3 separate regions of the Sus scrofa genome follow, and regions 2 and 3 are each linked to region 1. Evidence: chromatin contacts called from public HiChIP or PLAC-seq data. All regions are on one chromosome and are shown on one strand. The core of a region is the stretch at or near the end of the contact, and the rest is flanking DNA. Distances in the headings are between cores, read along the strand shown.

Region 1 (3,498 bases), core at 227-2,726:
CTACACACAATCTGAAGTTGCGAGGTACTCACTCCTTTGACCCTAAGGTTACTATCAAGTGGGAGTAACACACCTGCCCTGGTGTATTATCACAATAGGGCCATTGTGAGAATCAAACAAATTAAACCACAGAGTGGGAAAGCATCTTCAAATTGTCTCTAAACCATCGAACACCAATAAACAGCATTACTAGGGAATCATAGAAACTTAAAGTGGGAAAGAGTGATACTTGTCATCTTAGTTTAAAAGGGAATTCAAATTTCTGATCAATTGTGATGCTTGAGCACCTCCTGTAATATCCAGTTATCCAAGATATGCTTGACATCACCAGTGACAGAAAACACCATCTTTTGAAGCAGCCTATTCCATCTAATTCACAAAAAGATGTTTCTTATTATGGAGTTGAAGTCTGTGTTCTCTTAGCTCTTTATGAGGGTCTCAAATCTATCCCTCTTGCATTTTAGACTATTGCGATGGGTACCACAGCTCCTTGCAAACTACTTAGAGCAGGTTATAAAAAGGAAAGGAAACACGTAACTCACCGAGGGAGAGGTTGGAAGTGGTCATAGGGCATGATCTCTTTAAATCCATCGCTACAAATGAAATCATTGTGAAAATGTAATTTCTAATCAATTAACACATGTATTAATATGACTAGTATAGATGTGACATCCCAAGAGACAGAGCTCTTTCAAATGAGAAACTAAGTATACAAAGTGTTATGAACCAAGTCCCCCCACACTCAGCCATCATCTCCTTAATTTTTAGGAACATCTCTGACACACAACTTCCCCAGTTCTGCATGAAAATAGAGAAAATGGAACTAGTGGTGTGTATTCATCAAAGGAAGGAGTTCCTCTTAATTTGGGTAAATCTACATTTATCCTCTTTTATCACCTTAAAAGGTTATTCTGATAAAATATATGAATGATATTAACACACAGTCATGTTAGTAGGAGCATTAGAAAATCATTTTATTTCACAGAATTTGTTCTTTGAAAAAGCCTCTATTAATAATTCTTACACCTGGGATTACAGGAAATGCACAATTTCGTGATAGGAAATGAAATGCACTGAGACTGCTTCCTTTTCCACTTGCACACTTCTGCCTTAGCCAGCTGGCAGAAAGTGGGGGGATTCGGGGACTTGATATCATGCTGTTATTTTAAGATATTGTAGTAAAGCCAGGAAACTTCCCCAGGCAATCCAAGTCATCAGGTACTAAATTATGCAGCAGGATAGTTTATGCACAGCTTCTCTGCTCTGGCATTAAACCTTTTCACTTCCTTGCACAATGCATTATTTACACTGAATTTATATGTGCACACTTCAAAAGTCAAAACTGGTCATGGGCGATCCAGTTTAAAAAGCTAAAAACGGTGAGTTACAGATATTTATGGCTGGCACGTGGCCTAGAGATTGTACTTGGATAGAGACCTTTCAGGCTGTATTTGCAGGAGAGCCTCTCCTGCAACAGAGCGCCCACAAGAGAGAGAGCCAGACTGAGTGGGCTGATGAGTCTAATTCCTACGGACCACGGTTATGATTGTGAATGCAGGCACTTGCCACCAGGGCACGTTCAAGGTCACGCAATGGAAATGTGTCCCCTGGGCAGGATGGATCAGTCTCAGCTGATCCAGTTGATCTGTATCTTTTTAACGGAAAAAAGGGTACGGGCATTCTTTTTTTAACGGAAAAAAGGGTACGGGCAATTGCACAAACCTTGACGGGCAAGGATCCATGCTGCATTCCTTCAGTTTTGGTTTGGGCTTCACATTTTCAGGGTAGTAATGGCAATAATGGTCAGGAACCACCCTCTTCAAGCGGATATCCACACACTCGGCAGAATTGAGCTGATAACCTAAAGCAGCAGAAGAGCAGAGTCTGACTATTGCTTCCATGCAGTCTTTCCTTGGCAGAGTTATCACTTGCCACAGACTTTCTTTTCCTCTTTAAGAAACTTAGCTCAGTGGTTCTCAAGCCTGGTTGTCTAACAGAACCACTGGGGAGCCTTTGATAGACACCGGTGCTCAGGTCCTTCCCTGATCCAGTAAAATCAGAAACACTGCAGCTAGGTCCAGGATATCAGTATTTATTTATTTATTTATTTTTCTTTCTTTCTTTTTTTTTTTTACTTATTTTTTCCCCACTGTACTACTGGTATCAAAACAGACAGACAGACCAATGGAGCAGAATAGAGAACCCTGACACCTACGGTCAATTAATCTTTGACAAAGGAGGCAAGAGCATAAAATGGGAAAAAGAAATTCTACTCAGCAAGATTTCTGGGAAACCTGGGCAGCTGCATGCAAATCAATGAAACTAGAACACCCCCTCACACCATGCACGAAAATAAATTCAAAATGGCTGAAATACTTAAATATAAGACAGGACACCATCAAACTCCTAGAAGAGAACATAGGCAAAACACTCTCTGACATCAACATCATGAATATTTTCTCAGGTCAGTCTCCCAAAGCAATAGAAATAAGAGCAAAAATAAACCAATGGGATATCAGTATTTTTAAAGAAAGTCTTGGGTTCTCCTAAGACGATTAAAATGTGTGGCCAAGATGGAGAATGACTTTTTGAACTGATGGTGTTAGTCTCAGTACTTATAACTCAGTTACGATAGACTCCTTTAAAAATGTTTGGACCTCAGGTTCAAAGGGTTAAGTATTCATTGTCCTCAGTTCATTGTCCCATCTCACCATCATCATGGCACCATGCTAGGCCCACTCTTGTCTCCCTACCTCTCCTCTCCTCCTATTACCACTCCCATTACAATCCTCCAAACACACCTATTTATTGTTTATAAAGGACCTATTTATAAGGACCCTTCATATACATCTAATGTTGTTTTGTGTGCATTCGTTTTAACCAAATAAATGATATTGTGTTTTTTTTTATGTATCTGTTTGCTTGTTCATTTATTTATTTACTTATTTCTTGGCTGCACCCATGGCATACAGAAGTTCCCACGCCAGCGATCAAACCCATGCCATAGCAGTGATGATGCTGGATCCTTACTTAACTCACTGAGCCGCCAGGGAACTCCTTTTTTTTTTTTTTTTTTTTGAATGATATTGTGTTTTAAATCCTGTTCTGTTTTCTACTTTTCTCACTCAACACAGGAGTTTTGAAAGCTACCTTTGTGCTGGGTCATTGCATCTTCTGTACAATATTCCATTGCTTGTACATTTTCCTGTCCTATAGTACCTAGGGTACTGCTGATGACAATAAACTTTCTAAATGGGGAAAGAAGCACTGTCTATACACAAAGAATCAAAATGCTCCACTATGCCTCCCCCTGACCCTTAAGCCTTCAAAGAAGGAATGAGCACTTTCTGATCCTATTAAATCCAGTTGGTACAGTCTCTGAGAAAAGTGAACATACCCAAATGGATGAGTGATGTAAATTTAAAAAAACAACTCACAAAATGATGCTTCTATTTCCTGGAAGGTTTGATTGCAGGTTTCCTGACATGACATAAGTGT
Region 2 (3,434 bases), core at 776-3,275, 75 kb before region 1:
GGCTGGGGGTGCAATGAGCCGGTTGTCGGTGCCAATGAGCTTGAGAACAACGGTCTCTTTGGCAGAGCCTGCAATGCACTGATACGTGCCGATGTCGGGGGCTGTGAGGCTGTGGATTTTCAGTGAGCCTGACTTGGTGATGCCCAGGCGTTTGGAGTTCTGCAGACAACGGCCATCCTTCTCCCACTGGATCAGAGATTTCTGGAATCGTCGCACTGGGCATTTGATAATCACAGATGTGTTGGGCAGCAAATAGGCTCTGCTACCAACAGTCAGGTTAATGCGCTTCTCTTCCCTGGTCTGGATATAGACCCTCTGGACCCCGAGGATCTGAGGACCCTGCTCACCAAGTTTTGTCTTCACCTCTGGTTTCATTTCTATAGGAAAAGAAAGAAAGAAAACACAAGTATCTCAATAGTGAAGACTTTTCCACCATAGTCTTCCAAGGCTGACACAAGTTAACAAATGGATCTTGTTTCCTCTTTTAAAACATTTGAAAACTAAAACATAAATAACAACATACATCCATAGATGGGGGTGAATTTCGCAACTAACACTTTAGCAGCAAAGAATGCAAGTCTGAGCGAACTTTGTGAATGCATGTAAATTATTTTACAAAGCTCTGGTTTGGGGAGGCATGACTTAAATGGTTAAATGTTTCCATCAACAAGGGGGTGTCTATGGAGTTCCCATTGTGGCTCAGTGGAAACGAATCTGACTAGCATCCATGAGGATGCAGGTTCAATCCCTGGCCTGGCTCAGGGGAATAAGGATCTGGCATTGCCATGAGCTGTAGTGTAGGTCAAAGATACGGCTTGGATCTGGCATTGCTGTGGCTGTGGCGGCTTTAGCCATGATTCAACCCCTAACCTGGGATCCTCCATATGCCTCAGGTGTGGCCCTAAAAAGACAAAAGACAAAAACACAAAAAACAAGGGCACGTCTAAACTGTTGGGTCTCCACCATCTGGCACGGAATCTAGTACAGCTTGGCCCTGGGTACACCAAATCTGAAGAGGGCAGTGAGAGTGGGGAGGTGAGTGAATGCATTTGAAGGATCTGAGAAGGAGGACAAGGCTGGCCAGCTGTAGCAGATAACGCAAGCAGGTCAGTTAAGCTAGCCTGGGGCCCAAAGAAGCAGGTGATCAAAGAAGCAAAGGTAGAGAAGGCACTTGTAAGCCAGATGAATCTGAGTTTGAATCTTAGCACTGCCATTTGGACAAGTCATTTAATCTCTCTGAGCCTCAGCACCTTGATCAGAGGAATGTGGCAGGTTGGTGCTTTTATATAAAGTGCACAGCACAAGAGTGGGCTTAGTGAAGGACCTGCCCATGGCTGGGCGAGGCAAACAAGCAGCCCAGTGGCTCCCCTTGGCTGCACACCCCTCTGTTGGAAGATAGGCCCCATGGTTCCAGCTCTGTTCCCAGACCTGTTTAGCGACTGCTCATGCCAGGTATTGAGCAGTTCAGCTAGCAGGCGTGTCTGGGGAGTGAGCTTAGACAGGCTCTGCGAGGCTGCCAGGTCCCAGAGCTTGGGCCACGTCCTCTCTTGCGACTCCTGCGAGTTCCTTCAGGGCAGTGCCTGGACGGTGGTCTCATCAGGCATGGTTCTTAAGCAAGCATCTGGTCTGGTTTGGGGTGACTGCTTCCTCCTGCATCTGGAGATGCCCCAGAACCACCACACTGGACACACGGCTCCATCATCCACTCTGCAGAGAGTAGCCATGCACCTCTGGCATCCCTACAGGAGGGGCCGAGGGGCAATGAGAGGGTGACAACCCACGCCCCCACCTCTCGCACTATGCTGGATGTGAGAAATGCCACATCTTTTGGCTTTTCCAGAAAATGAAAAGATGTTTCTTCTGGAGGTCCTCCTTCTGGCCTCTGTGCCAGCCTGCCCTACCTGGTCAAGGCCAGCTTTAGTGCCCAAGGCTGTTTACAGCACTTGCCTCTGTTCTTTGCCTGCTCGTGTCCTGCCCTCTTTCCAGCTGTATCTGTGCCGTGACACTAAGTCTTGGTGCCACGCCAGGTTTCTGCCCCAAGCCATCTGCGCTGGATGTTTACGCTTGGCCTTGCTGGCATTTGACTCCTGCCACTCCCGAGAGGGCTTTGGCGGCAAAGCAGGCTCTAAGCCTTCCATCCTCTCTTTCTGTTCTCGCTCTAAACTTTTCCTTGGATGATCTTGGATTCCTAACTAACAACTCGAGATTGATGCCTCCCACGTTTATCTGTCCAACCTAGACCTTTCCCTGAAGCGCTGGACCTAACTGTCCACCACTTCCTAGAAATTCTTTCCTAGTACTCCAAGTTTAAAGTACTGTAATCTAGGAGTTCCCTTCATGGCTCAGGAGAAACAAATCTGACTAGCAACCATGAGGGACATGGGTTTGATCCCTGGCCTTACTCAGTGGGTTAAGGATCTGGCATTGCCGTGAGTTGTGGGGTAGATCACAGACGTGGCTCGGATCCTGTGTTGCTGTGGCTGTGGTGTAGGCCGGTGGCTACAACGCTGATTTGACCCCTAGCCTGGGAACCTCCACAGGCTGCAAGTACGGCCCTAAAAAGACCAATAAAAAGAAAAAAAAAAAAAAAGGTACTGTAATCTAAACACTTTATCTCTGCCTTCCCATCCCATCCCAGTTGTCCTCTTCCTGTACACCCCAAGTTAATGGCTTCATCTTTTACCAGTTTCCCCAAGGCAGAAACCAGAGTCACCTTGATTCTCCCCAGTCCACTAGCATGCTGGCCCTCCCTCCCAGTGGCTCACAGGTGGTTGAGACTGTTAACATCCACTCCCAGCTCGGCATTTAATGATGTCACATTGGTAGCGGCAAGCCAACCAGGATGGGAGTATTTACAGCACAGACATCAGCAAAGGTAAAATGACAGCTACCTCTCCCCTCTCCCCACCCCACCTTGCCCAGAGCTGCTTGGTAATCATTTACAAACACACCACTGTCCCTTTAGGTCCCAGCTCTAGCCAGGCATCAGGTACTTGGATGGGACACTGGACACACGGTTAGAATTCAACCTTCCTGCTGCCATCTTCACACTCTCACCTAGACAGTCATATCCCCTTAACGAGACTCCCTCCCTGTCCTCTTATATTTTTCCAATATAGCTCTAAAGCCGTCTGAATAAATAAACCAAAATAAAATCCGACTATGTCACTTCCTTCTTGGATAAAACCTAAACTCCTTAGCATGGAGTTCAAGATCCTCTCCAGGTAACTTCTCAAGCTGTTTCTTTCATCATAACCCATCTTCAACCTCTGTTCTAATATGAGGGATATCACTCCCTTTGACATCCCCCACGTCTGGCTTTACTGCTTTCATTTCCCAGATTCTCCTGTATCCCATGTGGATCTGATGAATGGACACATCTTTCAGAACTCCGCTTAAAGTTTCCTCCTTAATGAAACTTCTCCTGACCTCAC
Region 3 (3,651 bases), core at 545-3,044, 92 kb before region 1:
GATCCCCATGGATGCTAGTCAGAATCATTTCCGCTGAGGCATGATGGGAACTCCTTATGTTTCTCTTCTAATCTCTCTCTCTCTCTCACACACACAGTATTACAAACAAAACCGCAGTGTACATTCTAGTAATCCTTTGTGCCTTGCTACAATGGCTACATCTACAAGGAGAATTCCTGGTTTTGAGCATTTTTGAACTGTTCACATTTTACTAAACTGTTCTCTATTGTAGTTCTTCCAAAATACACACTGACTAGCAGTGTATGAGATCTTATTTTTCTATATTCTTGCCAGTCCTCGATAGTTGGCAAGGTAAACTCTAAGTTTTGCTAGTCTAATAGGTATGAAGTGGAAACTTACTTCTATTTTAATTTCTTGATTACTAGTTAGAATGAGAACATTTTCATACACTTATTAGGATTTCACTTTCTGAGAACTACTTGTTCATATCCTTTGCTATTTTTACTTGGGGTTGTTACTTACATTGATTCATAGAAACTATTTATATATTCTGGATAGTGTATAACAAATATTTTTGCCAATAATTGTGGCTTGACCTTTAAATTTGTTGATAGTGTCTTACAGGGTCAGAACTTTTAAATTTTAACATAAAAAATTTTTATCACTTTGTAATAATAGCTTATTGAAATATAACCCACATATCATAAAATTCACCCTTTTAAGGTATACAGTTCAGTAGTTCTAGTTTCTTCAGAGTTGTGTAACCATCATCACTATCTATTACATCTTTCATGTTATACTTTGTACTTCTTGGACGCTCCCCATCCCCAAATCATAAAGCTATCTCTTTTATTATAAAAGCTTTTCAGATTTTAGGTATTTGTTAGAATTTATTTTGGTAGAGTTGTTATATATATTTGTCAAAACAAATTATCTTTTTACCATTGTTTAATAGTCCGTCCTTTATTGATTTTTGATGTGCTGCTATTAAACACTTTTTTTCATATATGCTTGAATCTGCTGTGGGCTATATATTCCATTTATTTGTCTATGTATCTGCCAATACCACACTGTTGGAATTATTCTAGCTTTATAATAACTCTTTATACCTGATAGAGCAAATCTGAACTACCTTGTTATTCTTCAAAAATGCTGGAGCTATTCTTGGTCAGTTGCTCTTTCATATAAATCACAGGATCAATGTGATAAATTCTAGCAATCCTGTAAGGCTCTTTTCTTAAATAATTGGAATCACTCTGAATTTAGAGATCTGAAACTTTGACATTTTCTTGGATTTTCAATGTAGATAATTAATTATACTGTCTGATCTTTTTTTTTTTTTTCCCTTGGCTGACCTTTTTTATTTTTATTTTTTTGGCTGCATATGGGACTCCTGGGCCAGGGATCAGATCTGGGCCACAGTCATGACCTAAGGTGCAGCTACGGCAATGCCAGATCCCTAACCCACAGTGCCTGGCAAGGCACGCAACCTGCCTCTCAGAGCTCCCAAGATGTCACCACAGCAGGAACTCCCACCTCTGACTTTAATAGGAAAGTTTTATAGTCTCACCATTCAAGTGAGCAAGATGTTTGCTATGGGTTTTTTTTTTTTTTTTTTTTGATAGGTACTTAAGTTTAAAAAAAGCCAGGATAAGGATGATCCCTTCTATTACTGGTGTGCCAAGAGGTTTCAACATTGTTTAATAGTCCGTACTGGGACTTATCAAATGCTTGTTCAACATGTGTAAGATGATCACTGTTATCTCCTTAGATCTCTAGGGTAGACTGGAGATGCCCCGTCCAGATGGCCCTTCAAGGAAGGCCTTGGTATCCCAGCTGCTGCCTGTTTTCAGCTGTCATCTCCCTAACAGTTTGCCTCAGCTCTCCAGAGAGCATGCCCTGCTTGGAGAGGGCCCCTTCTAGTGACTGATGGAGGCAGCTGCCTGAAGGCCTGGCCACTGGAGGTCACCGTTAGGTAAGCCTGATGAGCCATGCATGCTTCGAGCTCCCCTGGACATGGCAAGGCTTTGTGGGCTTGTACCACAGACCTCCTTTGCCCTTTGTCCCATCCTGCTTGCTCCCTCCCTTCCACAGGGACCCCTTACACCACACTGCATCTTAGTGTCTGCTTTCAGAAGAGCCAACCCATGACAGCCTTCTTAAAGTATTTTTTTTCTTTTTTCTTTTTTGTCTTTTTGGGGCCACACCCATGACATATGGAAGTTCCCAGGCTAGGGGCTGAATCCGAGCTGCAGCTGCTGGCCAACACCACAGCCACAGAAACATGAGATCTGAGCCTCATCTGCAACCTACAGCACAGCTCAGAGCAATGCCAGTTCCTTAACCCACTGAGCAAGGCCAGGGATCAAACCTGTGGTCTCATGGCTACTAGTTGGGTCCTTTACTGCTGGGTCACGATGGGAACTCCAAAAGGAGGTATTTTTTAACTGTTAAAAAACTTTGCATTCCAGGGAAAAACCCTTCTTAGTTATATACATTTCAGTTTGCTAATATATATTTTTAAATTTATTTTCCTCTGTGTTCATTGCTAATGTGTCCTTTGTAAATCCTATGTATGCCAGCTCCCTGGTAGGAGGCCAGGTGAAGCCCGTAGTGGTAGAACCTTTCCCCCTGAGGCAGGTATGTACCTATGTTCTGTAACTAGCATTATCAGACATTTCTGTTTGTTCACTCATTTTTAACTCTGAGGCATCTTCAACTCTCCCAGAGAATTTTACTTTGCTCTAAGGAGTAGTCGTCAGCACATTCTGTGTTTAAGACAAGTTCTACACTTTTAGAGCTGGGCCACTGGTAGTATTGGCAGTGCCATCCATTTGGGGTTCACCATCTTTCTGGCTCAACCTCATTCCAATCTGTGGCAAGAAGATTTCTTAGAGACTAAAGAGGAGTCCAACACATAAGAACACTTCAGAGCAGAGACTTGGGTCAGCTGCACCTCTGACGAGCTTAAGGAATAAGAAAAACAAGCAACCGAATACACACGTAACAGAAAATGACAGGATAAGTAATGTTCTTACTAAGCATTAACACAAGAAAAAATAAAATATGCAGCTACTGATGTTTACTGGTCATTTTCCTCAGATGAGCTTTCCTCTCTTACCAGCAGGGGGCAGAGAAGGAGCAGTTTAAACTATTCCACAAACCCCCACCCCCTATTTTTTTTTTTTTTTAAGGAAAATCCCTTATTTTCCTTTTTAAAATTTTAATTTTATTGGAGTATAGTTGGCTTACAATTCCTTCCCCCCTCCCATTTTTAGAAGAAACTTTTTAAAAAGAATAAGACAAGCCTCACAACTTAGAACTTTTAACCCTTAGAAACCCAGATTTTCAGGTTCTATAATTTGACATCTTTATTAGAAATACCATCTAAGAGCGACTAGGGAAGTCCCTATTCATATCTATACCACGTAGGTTAAATAAAACATATTTGGCTCTAACTGTGAATCCGATCAAAACGTATGAACACATAAGCTCACTCTCCTGAGTAGAAAACATTTTGAGGGCAACTGAAAATGAAAGAAAAATTTATACATGCCACTGACTGACAGAAATAATCTTAATTTGCACTATGAAAATGTAATTGCATAAAGCACTATTCATGTTTGTAAACGTTACAACATCCTCGTCTACCGAATGAGGGACTGGATTAGATGATAACCAAGGTGGCTT

Evidence for each region. HiChIP or PLAC-seq counts read pairs in DNA pulled down with a chosen protein or histone mark.
Region 2: a contact with region 1 is called in an H3K27ac HiChIP or PLAC-seq map of skeletal muscle. The contact joins two enhancer-like sites. A contact is called at or near these places in 1 of 5 promoter capture datasets (liver), 16 of 47 Hi-C or Micro-C datasets (alveolar macrophages, embryonic fibroblasts, heart right ventricle and 6 more) and 1 of 2 datasets of contacts at active chromatin or transcription factors (skeletal muscle).
Region 3: an H3K27ac HiChIP or PLAC-seq map of skeletal muscle shows a contact between it and region 1. The contact joins two enhancer-like sites. A contact is called at or near these places in 1 of 5 promoter capture datasets (liver), 18 of 47 Hi-C or Micro-C datasets (alveolar macrophages, embryonic fibroblasts, epiblast stem cells and 8 more) and 1 of 2 datasets of contacts at active chromatin or transcription factors (skeletal muscle).

The regions. Positions count from the first base shown.
Region 1 is chr7:51,149,430-51,152,927 of Sscrofa11.1, forward strand. ADAMTSL3 (ADAMTS-like protein 3) reads right to left here. Exons shown (of 29, transcript XM_021098874.1): 11 at 1,723-1,861; 12 at 543-593. Among named protein-coding and RNA genes, the nearest start is that of SAXO2, 170 kb to the left of the region's middle. Within about 2 kb of position 1,477, at least 1 of the 83 cell types and tissues checked has an H3K27ac peak or open chromatin away from gene starts, as enhancers often do. A contact at or near this core is called in skeletal muscle, where this site is marked.
Region 2 is chr7:51,074,161-51,077,594 of Sscrofa11.1, forward strand. ADAMTSL3 (ADAMTS-like protein 3) reads right to left here. Exons shown (of 29, transcript XM_021098874.1): 21 at 1-377. Among named protein-coding and RNA genes, the nearest start is that of SAXO2, 99 kb to the left of the region's middle. Within about 2 kb of position 2,026, at least 3 of the 83 cell types and tissues checked have an H3K27ac peak or open chromatin away from gene starts, as enhancers often do. A contact at or near this core is called in skeletal muscle, where this site is marked.
Region 3 is chr7:51,057,502-51,061,152 of Sscrofa11.1, forward strand. All of the region lies in intron 23 of ADAMTSL3 (ADAMTS-like protein 3), which reads right to left. Among named protein-coding and RNA genes, the nearest start is that of SAXO2, 82 kb to the left of the region's middle. Within about 2 kb of position 1,795, at least 8 of the 83 cell types and tissues checked have an H3K27ac peak or open chromatin away from gene starts, as enhancers often do. A contact at or near this core is called in skeletal muscle, where this site is marked.